Regions from separate parts of the Hordeum vulgare genome. Here region 2 is linked to region 1. The links are chromatin contacts, called in public Hi-C maps. All regions are on one chromosome and are shown on one strand. The core of a region is the stretch at or near the end of the contact, and the rest is flanking DNA. Distances in the headings are between cores, read along the strand shown.

Evidence for each region. A called contact is a pair of places that touch in the nucleus more often than the background predicts.
Region 2: a contact with region 1 is called in a Hi-C map of leaf, with 3 times the contacts expected there. The contact joins the promoter of LOC123428474 here to the enhancer-like site in region 1. A contact is called at or near these places in 2 of 6 Hi-C or Micro-C datasets (leaf and seedling).

What each region holds. Positions count from the first base shown.
Region 1 is chr2H:654,785,947-654,793,878 of MorexV3_pseudomolecules_assembly, reverse strand. No RefSeq gene overlaps it. Among protein-coding and RNA genes, the nearest start is that of LOC123428470, 13 kb to the right of the region's middle. Within about 2 kb of position 2,863, at least 2 of the 3 cell types and tissues checked have open chromatin away from gene starts, as enhancers often do. A contact at or near this core is called in leaf, where this site is marked.
Region 2 is chr2H:655,024,955-655,032,886 of MorexV3_pseudomolecules_assembly, reverse strand. LOC123428474 (probable aspartyl protease At4g16563) reads left to right here and starts at 2,996. Exons shown (of 1, transcript XM_045112685.1): 1 at 2,996-4,954. The coding sequence starts at 3,230. The coding sequence ends at 4,696.

The DNA.
Region 1 (7,932 bases), core at 1,614-4,113:
GCTACCCCCTGTGCATGAGTGAAAGGCATATCCACCTTCTCTGTTTTACCAATCAGAGAACCAAGACTCCAAGTCACCAAAAAATCATCTATCGCTGTACGCGGAGCACCTAGAAACCTTACCCACAGCTGAGAAAAAGGAGTTCCCTCGGGCTCAAACTCAAGAACACAAGTGTTGTTTGGCACCTTGCTCATCCCAAATTTCAGCAACCTCGCAAGATCTTCCTTAGTAGGAAAATCCGCTCTCAATAGATGCTCGTCAAGCCTGACTGGATCCACGAGTCATCCTAACAACCTGATCCGAAGTCATCGATCCACGAGTCACCCTAACAACCCCCGTCCGCGCACTCTCCAGAGACGGCGTGGTCGAAGTCGAGCGAGGAGATTCAAAGAACATAAGCTCTAGACAACAAGCCCCATAGATCGTGACCACCGGCTTCGGCCTTAGGAGCAAAGGGCACTCTCCCTTCTCATGCTTCGGCTTATGGCAAATGTCACATAGCTCTGCCGAGCACTCAACCACAAAATGCCCTCCGCACCGGTATCACGTCATCTTTTCTTTCTTCCTAGCCCACTTCGTGGCTCTCTCCCCATCAGATCTTTACTAGCTTTATCAAAGCCTGCATTCCGCACAGCAGCCGCCTTGGCATCAGCCAGAGAGACCCCGGCGAGAGCCCAAACTGCATCCAAGGCCTCACCCGAAAGCGGCGTAGAGGCAGCGACTGCACCGACAGCATCCGGTGCCGGCTGCGCCCCATCTCCCGCATGCCCCAATGGAGGGGGCGGGTCCCGAGTGATTATGTCCTAAAAACCACGTGTGTATCGTGTCCGAGAAAAAAACATCTAGCCTTTTTATCATGTGTCTATTTGATGGTTGTTTCGTAGTTTTTTGTTGTTGTTGATGGACTCCACCTTCAAGAGAGCTTTCTTCTATAGACAACCTTCAAGCAGCCACCACGGTTGTGAACACATAATAGGGGGACCTCCTATTTTACGCTCTTTCCGTCAAATTAGCGGCGCCACACATAGGAGACAACACGACTAGGCCAACCGATCAACCTGTACCACGAGACGAAAAAATATAGCAAAATTCGAGGGCAGCACGATGTGAGGATTCGAAAATTAGACCTCCTGCTTCCAATTGCGAGCTCATAGCCACTCCACGAGACAATTTTTTTGTTAGTATTGCACCGCGCGACCTAAATTATTAACGTAGTGTAAACCCGGGCTGCTCGACTATAGCAAATTTGAATTAAATATTGTGGCGAACTAGAATTAGTTACTATGGTGATAGTTTATTTCAAAAAGTCTACTCTTTTTCGAAAGAGTATATTTGAAAATGTGCAAGTATTTTTTGAGTTTCTGAACAATTTTTCACCAACAAGAATATGTGAACAAATAATGAAATTTTGAAAGCGTGACCATTTTTTGAATTTCTGAAAATTTATTTCAAAAAGTGGAACATTTCAAGAAGTTCGGAATAAAAAATTGTAAGTATGATCAGTTTTTGAATTTCTGAACAAAAGCTGGAAAATAGAACTTTTGATCAAATTTTGAACAAAAAATTGGAACCACGAACATATTTTAAATTGGAGAACATTTTTGAGAAACGATAACAAATTTATAAACTTGTTTTTAAAAAAAATTCAACAACTTTTTGAAATGTTTTGAACATTTTCTGTAAAAAGTGAGCAAATTTTAAAATGTCAAATGTTCTTGAAACTAGTGAACAATTATACGAACTAAACAACTTTTGAGTATTTGAACATATTTTAAAAGAGTGAACAATTTTTTAAATTCTGTAAATTTTCTTTAAAGGAGAATATAACTTGAAAATCCTGAACATTTTTTGGAAAAAGTGAATAATTTTCAAAATTCTGAACATTTTCAGAAACCGAATAAAAGTTGGAATACCTGATTTTTCTGGAAAAATGATTAATTTTCAAAATTGGGAACTTTTCTAAAAGCGTGAAAAAATTTGAAATCCCAAACATTTTTTGAAAAACATTTTTTCTAAAATTAGTAACACCTTTTATAAACACAAACAAAATTTGAAACTCCCAAATATTTTTGGAATATAAAGGAACAAAAATTGAAATTTTGAACAAGTTTACAAAACACACAAAAAAATTGAAATCTTCAAGCATATTTTTAATAGAAGTTAAGAATAATTTAACATTTTTCGAAACATGAGCAAGATTTTCAATTCCGAAAACAATTTTAATATAAGGGAACAAAATTTATAAAATCCAACACACGAACAAAATTTGAAAAATCTGAACATTTTTTGAATACAAGAGAACAAAATTTGAACAATTCTTAGAATGTGAAAAAATTGAAATTCTCAAACATTCATGAATAGAAGGTGACAAAATATGAAAAATTAACATTTGTTTTCAGAACACGAACTTAATTTCAAATATCCGAACATTTTTTGAATAGAAGGGAACAAAATATGAAAATTTAATTATTTTTTCAAAACGTTAACAAAATTAGAAATTCCTAAACAATTTGAAATTCTGACCATGTAAAAAACATTCTCAAAATTGGTAACGAAAAAAAGGTATCCAGAGATGAAACATATAACCAAATAACAGAAAATAATAATAATAAAGGGAACGAAAAATCGAAGAAAACAATAAAAGAAACAGCAGGAAAAAATAAAAAGGAAAACCAGACCTGAAACGGTTGGGAACCTTCTAGAAAGCTGCCGAAACCGGGATCAGTGAAACGTGCAACGGCCCCTTGCCATTTAGTCGCTGGTGTCGCTCGATAATTTGTCGCAGAGAGCCGCGAATAGGGTTTTTGCAGAATAGGCCAGAAAGCACAATGTAAATGCTAATGTGAAGGTCAGGGGCATGGGCCAGGCTCATGGTAGAAAGGCATCGGCTGCAGTGGTCTTCTAGTTGAGCCAGGCTGCATTTAGCTAGTGGATATATGCACCCCTCAAAAAAAAAAGCTAGTGGATATATGCATGTTTGGTTTCCGTAATCAATAATAAAAAAATAATAAGAAGAAGAATTTTTTTCCTTCATTCTTTTCACACCTTGTGTTTCCATTTTTCCTCTCTTTTATGAAACATAGAGACAAATATTATTGGAAAATATGCTATTTTACTTACTTTTATTATTCTTTTGACACACATTCAATTTGTTGACCCCACGTTAAGAAATAATCCAATGTTTGTTAGAAAATGTTCATTGTGTATATGAAAAAATCTTGTCATGCTTACAAGGATCCGCCATCTATTCAAAATGTTTATTATTTATTTTATTTTTTATCATTTTTCATGATCTTCATCGTGTATTTCTGAAAAATAATATACCACTCCAAACAAATGCTCATAACATCTAAAAATATGTTTATGATTTTTTCACAAAGTTCATAGCATTTCTATAATTAATGATTTGTTTTTCAGGCAACATTAAGAAAATTGTGCCATTCAAAATGTTTTTTATAACATTTTAGGAATTTTCATAAACATGTAAAAATATATTCACACAATGATTGTGAAATCTTCGTAACATGTAAAAGAATTTTAAAAAGATCATGTACTTATAAAGTAAAATAAATATTTAAAATAGAAGAAAGCAAACGAAAACTCTAAAGAAAACCGATAGAACTGTAAATTAAAAGGAAAAAAAATACTTGAAATAGAACCCTTCCAAAACAGGACGAAGGGTTCAAACATTGGCCCCACTAGACAGGAAGTATCTTAAAACAACTCAAAAACAGATGAATGATACCACTACTAGTATCGAGCGCTATATCCTCTCAGGGTTGGCAAGACATAGCACATGTAGTAGCCAACAACCCAAGTAAGAAGTATGGCTCAACACGAACTAAGCTCATAAATGCCAAGCTTTAAAAGAGACCTAGTCACATGAGAAGCTAGGGTTTTAGGAGGCAACCACCACGGACTTTGTGTGTCCCCTTCGCCTTCGGCCATCGTGTTGCGTGGCAAGGGGGGTATTGGATCTTTCTGAGTTTATTCAAAAAAACGGCGATTTCTATGGCCTTCGTCGACAATGTCCTGGTGGAGGGTGCAATGCCGTAAAGAATAAAGCTAATATGAATTTTCTCCCGTTGTGGTGCAGTGTTATCGAAAGGCGCCATGAAGCCGGATAGTTTGTGTCTGTGCGGGCTTGGTTTATTTGACCATGTGGATTTGACCATGCGGATTTTATGTTTTCTGGTGCTTCTCTTGGTGTAATTTTTGAGACTTTCAAGTCCTTCTTTGACGTTCTTTTAAAGATATTATGGGTCGACAACCTGTACCTCTAGTGGACCATCCACGTCCGAAATACATTCAACGATCATGGCTTCCAACCTTTTCAATGGGCAGTTTTGAAACCTATGAAGGTAGTCAATTCTCGCACATGTGTACGAGTGGCAGTGTCGCTGCTTTGATTTGACTGCATTATCTTTACAGAAGCCCTGATAGTATTTTGTGCAGCAAAAAATGATACACATGGAAGACGCATCTGATAAATTTCATTGTAGTCCTTAATTATAGGAATTACTTTGTAAGTTCTCGGATCAATGAGCCGAAGCATTGTATGTGTAACTTTTGTCGAGCTTGAGAGTAAAGTTACAGGCTATTCTCAAAAAATGTCAAGCTTTAAAGACTCACAAGATCATCATCCCCAGTAGCAAATGTTCGTCACTAGCAGGGGTGGCTTAATAATCTTTATGTGTTAGGCAGTCGGTAGATGAGATGAATAATCTTTGTGTATTAGGCGGTCGGTAATTCACGATGTCATTTGTTGTTGAATTGCACTATGTCATGTTGTGGTAAGCTTTTTTTGATGAGGAGATATTGGATCATATGGTGGTAGATGAGATGAACGATCTGAAGCTTTGGTTATTTCGAGTGATGGAGAATCTAGTGCATGTTGGTTTCACGAAAATAGTTGATACCCTATGGGCAATCTGGCGGGTGCGCTGGAAGATAATCCATGGGCTATGGCACTATCATCATATGGGTCAAGAGGCTTTAGTATCCTCGAGGAGGATCCCTTGGTCGAGTCTTCATGGCAGCGTTGATGATTCCTTATTGGGACGGCGTTCTTTACGATGCAGGCTCGATGACAACAACTTGTTGGAGTAAGGGGTTGTGTTTTTTCTATCTTGCAAGATTCTTTTTGTAAAATTATAGTTGTACTGTTCTATCTAAACAAGGCATTTTCTTATGTTCCCGAAAAAGGTTTCTGTGTCATTTCAAATAGTTGTAGTTTCCTTGACTAATGAAATTCCTACTTTACATTCTCTTGCTAGTCCACATGATCGGTTCGCAGCCATCACCGTGCAATTAGCCCGAACAGGTGTTACATGCTCACATGCATGGTTGTTGGACGACTATCGAGCGTTAGGTGCGGTAATTACTGATGATTGTTGAAGTTTCACATGTTCTTTTGGCAAGGCGTCAATAAATCGTTGTGTGCATGATGTAAACGAGTGTGCGTATGCTATTGCTTGTTTTAGTTTTTTGGGTCAGGAGTCAAGGGTGCGGCATGATAAACCCCTGATTTCATGATTCCACTTATTATAAAAGATATGGTTATTAATTAAAGAGAAAGTCCCCGATGTTCGAAAAAATATATTGTTGGCTCCTATTCTTTACGGATCTTCCAATTAACTTGTCTATTACTCACTATTAGTAGCACGTGGATTTAACGATTACTGGTTGAAACAATGAAAAAACCTGGATCATATTTGTAAAACGAATTTATAATAAAATAAAGTAATAGCCTTTAATTACAACACATATTACGCTTAACTATCTTTTTTTCACGTGAGATATTAAACTTTTATTTTTCCTTGTGTTTGTTATCCATAACCAGACAAACCTATGAATTGTACGTGTGCACGTGTATGGACTTTGTTAGATGAAAAAATAAGCTAATGAATAGGTAGTATTAAGCATCTGATGATTTACTAATTTCTGCATCGCTAAGACTGCAGTGCTGCATGCACTTTTCCCCATCTCTCATCACGTGTAGCAGTTGTAGTACTCTCGGAGTACTTGGTCCTGGTGGAATAGCTTGCTAGTAGTAGTATTGTAGCATGTAGGGCAGCAGTGCAGCATTCTTACTGGAGCCTACCAAAGATTTCTAGGTGGCAGTGGCAGTATCATGAACTTTCATGTAGCTTTGTCACACACAAATGGTGGTAGTCTGGAAGCAAAGGATGTGCCACACCGCGAATCCCTGCACTGTCAGCCGTTAGATTAGTCTATCCAACTGTCGATGTATGGCCACGCAGCCCTCTATGTTAATCAATTGACGGCGAGCCGTTAGATTACAAAGATCCAACGGTCTACATCTCCCAGTACTGGTACACTATATAGGAGTATAGATGTCCCATAATATAAGAACAATTTTTATACCAGTGTAGTGTAAAAAATGCTCTTATATTACGAGACGGAGGGTGTATATTATTAGTCAGTTTGAAAACGTCTATCATGATGCTTGGTTGTGCATTCCATGTAGTAGCTGCTGGTTCTGATTAATAGAGCTATATATTTGCATCGTTGCATGTGGTTTCCCATGGAGCGGTTTTTATAATCATGAAAAACCCTTTTCGCTGCTTGTTGCGACGAGTTGTCGGCGATTCGCATAGGACCAGGATGGTAACTATGATAGATGGGCCAGCCCAGTTCCAGCGAGCCGGTTTTTATCTCTTTTTATGTTTATTTCTCTTTTTTCTTTTCTATCCTTTTTCGTTTTCTTTACTTTTTCACTTTTATTTTTGTTGTTTCGTTTTTCTTTGCCTTCCTTGTAAATTTCATTTTCACTTTTATTTTTCAACAAATCTTTAGAATTTCTAAAAAATGTTGGCAATTTAAGAACTTTGTTCATTTTTTTGAAAGTATTCCCGTTTTGAAATATTGTAAAAATTTTCCAAAGAAATTAGAATTTGAAATACATCTTTTCTAACATAGAAGAACTATTGGAAAATTCAAAAAATTTAGAATTTCAAATTTAAAAAATGTTTGCATTTTAATTTTTGTTCATAAATTCAGAAAATGTTTGGGAATTTCAAAAGATCTACCCACTTTTCAAATTCGTTTGCGAATTCAAAAAATGTTCATGTTTTGAAAATTTATTCTCAAAATAACAAAATCTTTCTGGGATCTAAACAAATGTATGCCTTTGAATTATTGTTCAAATATTTTAAAAATGTTCTGTTTTCACTTTGCAAATATGTTCACGAATAAATAAAGCCATGTTTTCACTAATTCAACAGAATTTCAGGAATTTTCACAAATTTTGAATTTTTTATTTTATTTTTGTAGGAAAAACTCCAAAAAAATGAAAATTGTTCAACATATTTGAAAATTGATCTAAAATTCCCGAATTTATTGGAAATTGTTAAAATTTGTTTAGCTTTTCAAAATACCGTCAAAGTTCAAAATTGTGTTCAAGTTTTACGGAAATTGTTTGCAATTTTAGAAAAATGTTTGAAATATCAAAATTTGTTCTATCTTTAAAATAAGTTCATGTTGGAAAACAGTTCTTAAATTTCGTAAAATGTTTTTGCTTTTACAAAATGTTCCCGTTATCAAACTTTGCTCGTAAATTGGAGTTCTGTGAAATTTTCACTTGATCAGAAAACATTTAGCATATTCAAAGTTCCTGAAAAATGAAAATATGAACAATTTTTTGAAAATATGAACAATTTTAAATAAAATGGTGAAATTTATAAAAAACATTCCAACCATTTTGTGAACGCGAAATTTTTTAGGAAAGACAAACAATGTTCCAAACAGTTTTCAACTTCATTTTTTTAAAATTTACGAAAGTTCCTGAACATGTTTTAGACATGAACATTTTTTTGAAACACGAACATTTTCCTGGAATTGTGAAACAATTTGAAAACAGGAATTGTTTCTAAAAGTGTCGAAATTTTCTGAAACACGATCAATTTTGAA
Region 2 (7,932 bases), core at 1,747-4,246, 240 kb before region 1:
TCAACACTTCCTCATACTTGTCAATAATATCAACATTCATGAATGCCTCTTTGTCAACATAATAAATATTCACAATATTTTTCATCTCAAAAAGACAAACATAAGGACTAAATATACCACATTGCTAATAAAACCACTTTGTCCATCCAAATTAAGCATTACCCAAACCCAAACCCGAACCCTAACCCTAAATATTAACATTAGGGATAACCCAAACAATAAGGTTTGTTCACCAACATCATAATGCATCACTATTGAAACAACAGTACTTAACCACATCATATTATAGAACCATGTTCAAAACTAGGGTTAGGAACCACATGAACAAAATAATTCAAATAGACAAATTCAACCAATAAAAATTTGCGACATGAAGTAGATTACCTCAAGGAACATAAATGACACCGGATCCACGGATCAATCCAGTCAAATAGCAAGGATTTGAGAGGGGCCAAGTGAGGGAAACAAAGGGAAAAAGGGAAAAGAGGTCGGGAAAGGCCAATTTGGGGAGAAGAGATGAGTGGGATTGACTCGTGAGAGCAGCCGGCCAATAAAAATATCTGCATCAGGAACGCCAACGGCCCTGGTGTTTTTAGAACGCAACATGGGCCGGCGTTTCTGGCCTGCCATGTCAGTGAGCAATGCGTGTTCGGCCTGGCAGTGGGCCAAGGTAGAAACGCGAACTACCTCGATGTTACTATATTGGTCCGAAACATCATGATATTTGACGTTGACAGAACTGTGAGAAAAAAATTGCATCCAGATGGCGCATGCACCACCGACTTCCAAGGTGTTGGCTCGTCAGCTGTTGGATTACTTAGTGTCTTCATGGCCTTTAATATACCAGGATGTCTGTCATGAATGACACACACGTTTGGTCGGTCCTTCACGATCGTAATTTTAACTTGCCGGAAGAACCATACCCAGCTCAGAAAGTTCTCACCCTCCACAAATGCCATGGCTAGTGGGATGATTTGGTTGTTCCCGTCCACACCAATAGCAGTCAGGATTTGCCCTTTGTACTGACCAGTCAGGAATGTACCACCCACAAACATCACAGGAGGACAATGTCGGAAAGCTTCGATGCAAAAACCGAAAGAGAAGAATACTCGTTTCAACACCGTGTAATCTGGTATAATCTCCAACCTCGTGTGTTGTATGTTAACATAAGTGTCGGGATTCCTCTCCTTCAATATGTCAAGGAGAGGGACAACATTATCATATGAGTCGAAGAACGTCCCAAACCTTTCCTCCATAGCCTTCTCCTTATCCCTCCAAGCCTTCCCATATGAAATGTCATAATTCCATCTAACCTTCACTGCTTTCTGGATATGTTTTGCTTCCATATCTTTCTTCTCAACTATCTCAGTATACATGAGTTGCGCTATGAGAGTTGAAGTCCGGTTTGGATGACGAATCAACAGGTTTTTCCTCACACAATTATGTGGGACCACATTAGTGACAACCCAGTGGATGTTGTACTTCGACACGTGCTCGTGCACCTTCGCATGACAACCTGTTTCAACACAATTCACGGTATATTTTGTTGGAGTCGATATGTGTGTCCGGAAAACCCTCTGCGTAGACATAGCCCACTTTATCACCGCATACTTCAATTTTTTCTTTGTGTCGAACATATCCCGATCTAGACTTGGTTCAGAATATATTGCCATGGAGTCTCATGGCCATCGTTGACAGTAATGCCGACGGCTATTTCCTGATCCCATGCAGACGGAATCGGTACCTCCACTTCATCCTCGAAATTTTCAGAATCCAGATCCTCCGCAAACCCATCATCGTTCTCTTCCTCCATCACCCTCTGCATTTCATCGCCTGCTCATCCCCATCAGGAACAGCAGAGCCAGCTAATTGTATCGACTGAATACTCTGCCCAGTCTCATGACCAGTCTCTGCCTCTTGACTACCATGGCCTGGTTCATACCCCACGTTGACTTGTACGAAATTCTCCTCTTTCGCCACTGGTTGCACTAGGGCATATGGCTGGATTCTTCGGTCTCTGGAATGAATTAACAGGGACAATCAATGTTGGCTCCTATCTATCGGCATCAACTCCCACTTGACATTTTTACAGAATTTGGTCCACAATGAATGAATACTGACGGAACACACTTCAGGATCCAGCCCAAAACTAGTAGTCCACCAGTGCTTCAACTGCCTAATGTCCAGTCTGCCCGGGTCTGAAAGTGTCAGGACGCCTTTTTAAAACTCGCTAAGATCAATCCCCAACTCATTATATCGAAACATTACCAGGGCCGTAATAAACAGTCAAATTTACGGATTCAGACATTTTCACGTGTCAGACATTGTGACTGTGTCATTATTCGCAACGAACAAATTTATACAAAAATAGACCTACACAAACTAAATAAACCAACACTAAAAAGAACCTACAGTAAAAAATCGGTATACCTTCGGCATGTGTGCCCCTTCTTCTTCCTCTGCACCACACCACCTCCTCACCTCACCATCCACACCTCCACCATCCCACCATGGCTCCTCTAAACGAACAAAAAACTATCCGATCGCACAAAATGATACCATAGGTAGGCGGTGGAGATGGATATGATCTATTGATTCAGCACATTGAATAGGAAAATGGGTGGAGGATGGAGGAGATCGGAGGGGGGGCAAAATGAGGAAAGAAAAACGAGAGAGAGCAGAGGAGCCAGCGACTGAGGAGGAAGAAGGGCTCGGTCGGCCTTATCCAGGGGGCTCTTCGGCCTCTTGAAGTCCGATGGGTCCTCTTCGACCAGCCGCGGGCCGACAGCTTGCTCTTCGGTCACCCGCGGACCAACGGGCCCTCTTGGGCCTCCCACAAGCCGACAGATCCTGCTAGTTTTGATTTATTTCAATTTTCGCATATGTTTTTCGAATTTAGTAAAAAATAGGTATTATTTTTGAAAAACAAAATCGGATGTGTGCGTGCGTGGCGGTGCTTCCTTCCGGCACGCGCCTATGCCTATGCCTATGCCTATGCCTAGGCGCGAGCGCGACCAACGACGATGGCCACCGCTTCCTTCCGGCACGCGCCCGCCCGTGACCCATCAAGTCCAGTCCAGTCCTTGGAGTCATCCATCAATCTGATTCTGATTCTGGTTGATTGTCTCTCCTTCCAATTCCAACCCAAGCAAGCAAGGCACCTATACTCGCCTCTCAAACCCAAGCAAAGCAAGCTTAAAACCCCCGCCCCGTGCACTCAGTCATCGCCATGCCGATGCCCATGGCGCCGCCGCTCCCGTGCTTGCTCCTCCTCCTGTTTGCCGTCCCTCTCCTCGCAACGTCCGCCAGGATCCCGCTCTACCGCCACCTTCCCCCGCTCCCGCCCGCCGCCGCTCAGCACCACCCGCTCTCCCGCCTCGCGCGCGCCTCCCTCGCGCGCGCCTCCCGCCTCCGCGGTCACCACCAGGGCCAGGCCGCCTCATCCCCCGTGCGCGCCGCGCTGTACCCTCACTCCTACGGCGGCTACGCCTTCTCCCTCTCCCTCGGCACGCCGCCGCAGCCGCTGCCGGTGCTGCTCGACACGGGCAGCCACCTCACCTGGGTGCCCTGCACCTCCAACTACCAGTGCCAGAACTGCTCCGCCGCCGCCGGCTCCTTCCCCGTCTTCCATCCCAAGAGCTCCTCCTCCTCCCTCCTCGTCTCCTGCAGCAGCCCCTCCTGCCTCTGGATCCACTCCAAGTCCCACCTTTCCGACTGCGCCCGCGACTCCGCACCCTGCAGGCCCAGCACCGCCAACTGCTCCGCCACCGCCACCAATGTCTGCCCGCCCTACCTCGTCGTCTACGGCTCCGGCTCCACCGCGGGGCTCCTCGTCTCCGACACGCTGCGCCTCTCCCCACGCGGCGCCGCCAGCCGCAACTTCGCCGTGGGCTGCAGCCTCGCCTCCGTGCACCAGCCGCCGTCGGGGCTCGCGGGGTTCGGCCGCGGGGCGCCGTCCGTGCCCGCGCAGCTCGGGGTCAACAAGTTCTCCTACTGCCTCCTCTCCCGCCGCTTCGACGACGACGCCGCCATCAGCGGCGAGCTAGTCCTCGGCGCCTCCTCCGCCGGCAAGGCGAAAGCGATGATGCAGTACGCGCCGCTGCTCAAGAACGCGGGCGCCAGGCCGCCCTACTCCGTGTACTACTACCTGTCGCTGACCGGCATCGCGGTGGGCGGGAAGAGCGTGGCGCTCCCGGCGCGGGCCTTGGCACCCGTGTCCGGTGGTGGCGGGGGCGGCGCCATCATCGACTCAGGCACGACCTTCACCTACCTGGACCCGACGGTGTTCAAGCCGGTGGCGGCCGCGATGGTGGCCGCGGTGGGGGGCAGGTACAACCGATCCAAGGACGTGGAGGGGGCGCTCGGGCTGCGCCCCTGCTTCGCACTCCCGGCGGGCGCCAGGACAATGGACCTCCCGGAGCTGTCGCTCCATTTCAGCGGCGGCGCCGAGATGCGGCTCCCGATCGAGAACTACTTCCTGGCGGCTGGCCCGGCGTCCGGCGTGGCCCCCGAGGCGATCTGCCTGGCCGTGGTGTCGGACGTGTCGAGCGCGAGCGGCGGCGCCGGGGTGTCCGGTGGGGGCGGGCCGGCCATCATCCTGGGCAGCTTCCAGCAGCAGAACTACCAGGTGGAGTACGACCTCGAGAAGAACCGGCTCGGGTTCCGGCAGCAGCCATGCTCCTCGTCGTCCTCGTAAAGATGGTTGGTGGCAATGGCATGCAGATGCATGCTCGCGTACCTACGTACTACTACTACTGTATCATCCGACTTGATTAATCACGCCACGCCACGCCACGCCATGTAGTAGTGGAAAAGTTAGTGACAGATTAAGCTTGCCTGCTCGTGCAGCTTTCGGATCCAGATTCCAGAGTACTACTAGTAGTACTCCTAGTGAGGATTTTAATTAGCAATAAATAAAAACTGTACCGTACCGTGTGCACGCGTGTTTGCTTAACCACTTGTTGAATCACCACACCACACCACACCACGCCACGCGCAATCGAGGAGAGGATCGGGATCCATCCTGCGTACGTCGGTTGCTGCTCGATCGACCGCCAAATTGCTTTGCTTTTTCTTCTTTTTAGATGGGAAAATCGCTTTGCTTTTAGGGTGGAAAAAAGACGGTGCTCAGTTTGCTTTCGGTGGGGTAGATGCTTTTGCATGCCTTTTTTTTTTTGATGCAAAAAACTATGGTTTTGCATGCTTTGGGCAAAGCAAACACGTCCTTCATCAACGATATTTCTTTTTCATCCGCAAAAGATAAACAAAATGGTTGATGCTTTCGTGATCAGAGTTAATCAAGCTTGCCTAGCGTTGATCCGTTGGTGGTTAGTAGATGCGTCATGGGTGGAATGTCGTTTGGTTGCTGGGTGTTTAATACTCTCACCTGTGCTGTGCGGGTGTGAATGAATTCAATGGGCATGTGATGCACCGCAGCCGTGGCCCCTGACCCATGCTTGGAGGAGTGATGGCGCCTGCTGTGCTGTGCTGTGCTGTGCTGTGCTGCTGCGCGTTCAATGTGCACAGTTCCTTATTTACAGCCCGGCCTGACCACAAGCCGTGCATCGCCTTCTGCACGTCTCCACCGGCAAGCGACGGAGCATCCACAACCACAAGTTGTATAAAATCATCAAATGCGGCTCCAAACTTCCGCACATACTGACCGGTGAGCACACAAAAAAAAAGTCGTCCGGATATCCCGTTTAACACCCTCGGTTTCTAAATATAAGTATTTTTTAAAGTTTTTATTATAAAAAACTAAATATAGATGTATATAGACATACATTAGAATATATGTTCGTTCATTTTACTCATATGTAGTCCCTTGATATAATCTTTAAAATATATATATATATATATATATATATATATATATATATATATATATATATATTTAGGAATGGAGGGAGTACAAATCATCAAATTCATAGGTACATGCAATTCGGCTTCGGGAAGCACGTGCCCCTGTCCATAAAAAATGACTTTCGATATGTCAAGAAAATCATAAGAAAAATATTATGTGTTCTTTGTCACATTCAAATGCTATCAAAACATTTTTAGATATGAAAATTAAGCATTTTGGCTTGTGAAAGAAACAAACTAAATATCAATTGTTACCCAAAATTTTAGATCCAAAATTGTTTTTTTTCCACCGGCGAAACACCACTCCTATTTCGCATGAAAGTTGTCAAGCATGTCTGAGACAGTAACACCAACATCTACAAAAAAAATTATAATTTTTCAAAACATTTACTATTATATTTTGGGTTACTGTTCATCCGGGTGCAAATGCACCCGAGAGCCAAAAACACACCCCCCATGCAATAATGCAAAGTAGACCTACTTCAAATTTTCGCCCTTCTTGCACATGCCGTGTTCATGTCCATCGGTCGGCTGCGATTCTCAAAGTGCAAGTGCGGCCGCCGACAACGTAGAGTAGGACATACGACACGCACCGGCTCATGCGACTCGAGGCGCCGACGTCTCCCACGTCCTATTCTTTCTCGTCGAAGCCCGAAGCCTTCACATCGCGAGTGGAGGTGAGATCGTCGACAAGTCCACGACGACGCGGTTGCAGCGGCATAGGACCATGGTCAACCGTTGGGCGTCGGAGAGTGCGACTCCGCCTCGTTGACGTTTGTCGCGGCCTCCCACGACCGTAGCCCCGCTCAGCACGCATGTCGCATCATATTTGCATCCTTCATGTAGTGACATTCCACCACAAACACAATGCACCAACGAAGCGGTGCTGCAACCGCCATGGCATTTTGGACGAAAGACGGGCCGAACCGCCACTAGTGAGGCCGCGACAACGTGCCTAACACACAATAGATTTTCGTCAAATGAAGTCTAACCATTGGTGGGCAGACTCCTCCCAGGAGCGAAGGAGCACAATGCGGGCAAACATCTCTTCCTCGGGGCTGCGTGTGATGAGCTCCCAGTCTCAAGATCTGGACGTGGAGGATTTGGGTTCGCTGCTCTTCAAGTCGGAGATGGCCGGAGATCGCCCACAGGTTGCTTGGGATGGAGTATAGTGAAGGGAGAGTGGAGTGAAGTGGAATGCGACTTTGGTTTCGTGCACACTGCGGATATGGTTGAATATATGTGGAGTCGACCGGGTAGTGTGTCGGATCTAACATTGTAGGCCCACCCACGCGCGGCCGGGCTTCCCCATATCAGGTGAAGATATGAGCTAGTTATGGGAGTTGCCTGTGAGCCCACGCATTTCGGCCCGATTTTCCATGTCCGGTTGGGTGGTAAATTTTCGTCTAGGCAGCTCGCGCGGACGTTTGGGGCTGATATGGGGGGTTGGGTTGCGGATGCTCTAGAACTATCATATTTCAACTTCTTGGTGACTAATTGGACTGGAAATTTGAAAAGATTTGGTCGCGCAATTGTTCATAGCTTTTCACAAACTCTAATAAGTGGTTGAATTGACCTTTCAAAATATGAACTGAATGGACAGATGATTTGTTTATGACATAATAGAAAACTTCAATTTCCATTTGTTAGGATTGAACTTACCGAGATTTGAAGAAGGGCGGCAACGATGTCTTGCTTATTGCGAGTAAGTACGCTGAAAGGACGATATAGTTGACTAGAGGACCGGGGGTGTGAATAGGCAAGTGCCAATTTTTAACACTTCTTTAACAAATTAGGTTTAGCAACAAATAGGTTATATAGATATGCAACTAGGTGGATGCTAGCAACAACAATGGCAAGCAAGTTATAAAAACAAAGTGAAGGTAAGAAGTAACCACAAGTGGAACCGATGAAGACGATGATCTGTTACCGAAGTTCCTTCCCTTTTAGAGAAAGTACGTCTTCTTTGGAGCGGTGTGGAGGCACAAAGCTCCCCAAGATGCCACAAAGGCCACCGTATTCTTCTCGTGCCCTCACACAATACAAAATGTCGTGATTCTACTAGTGGTG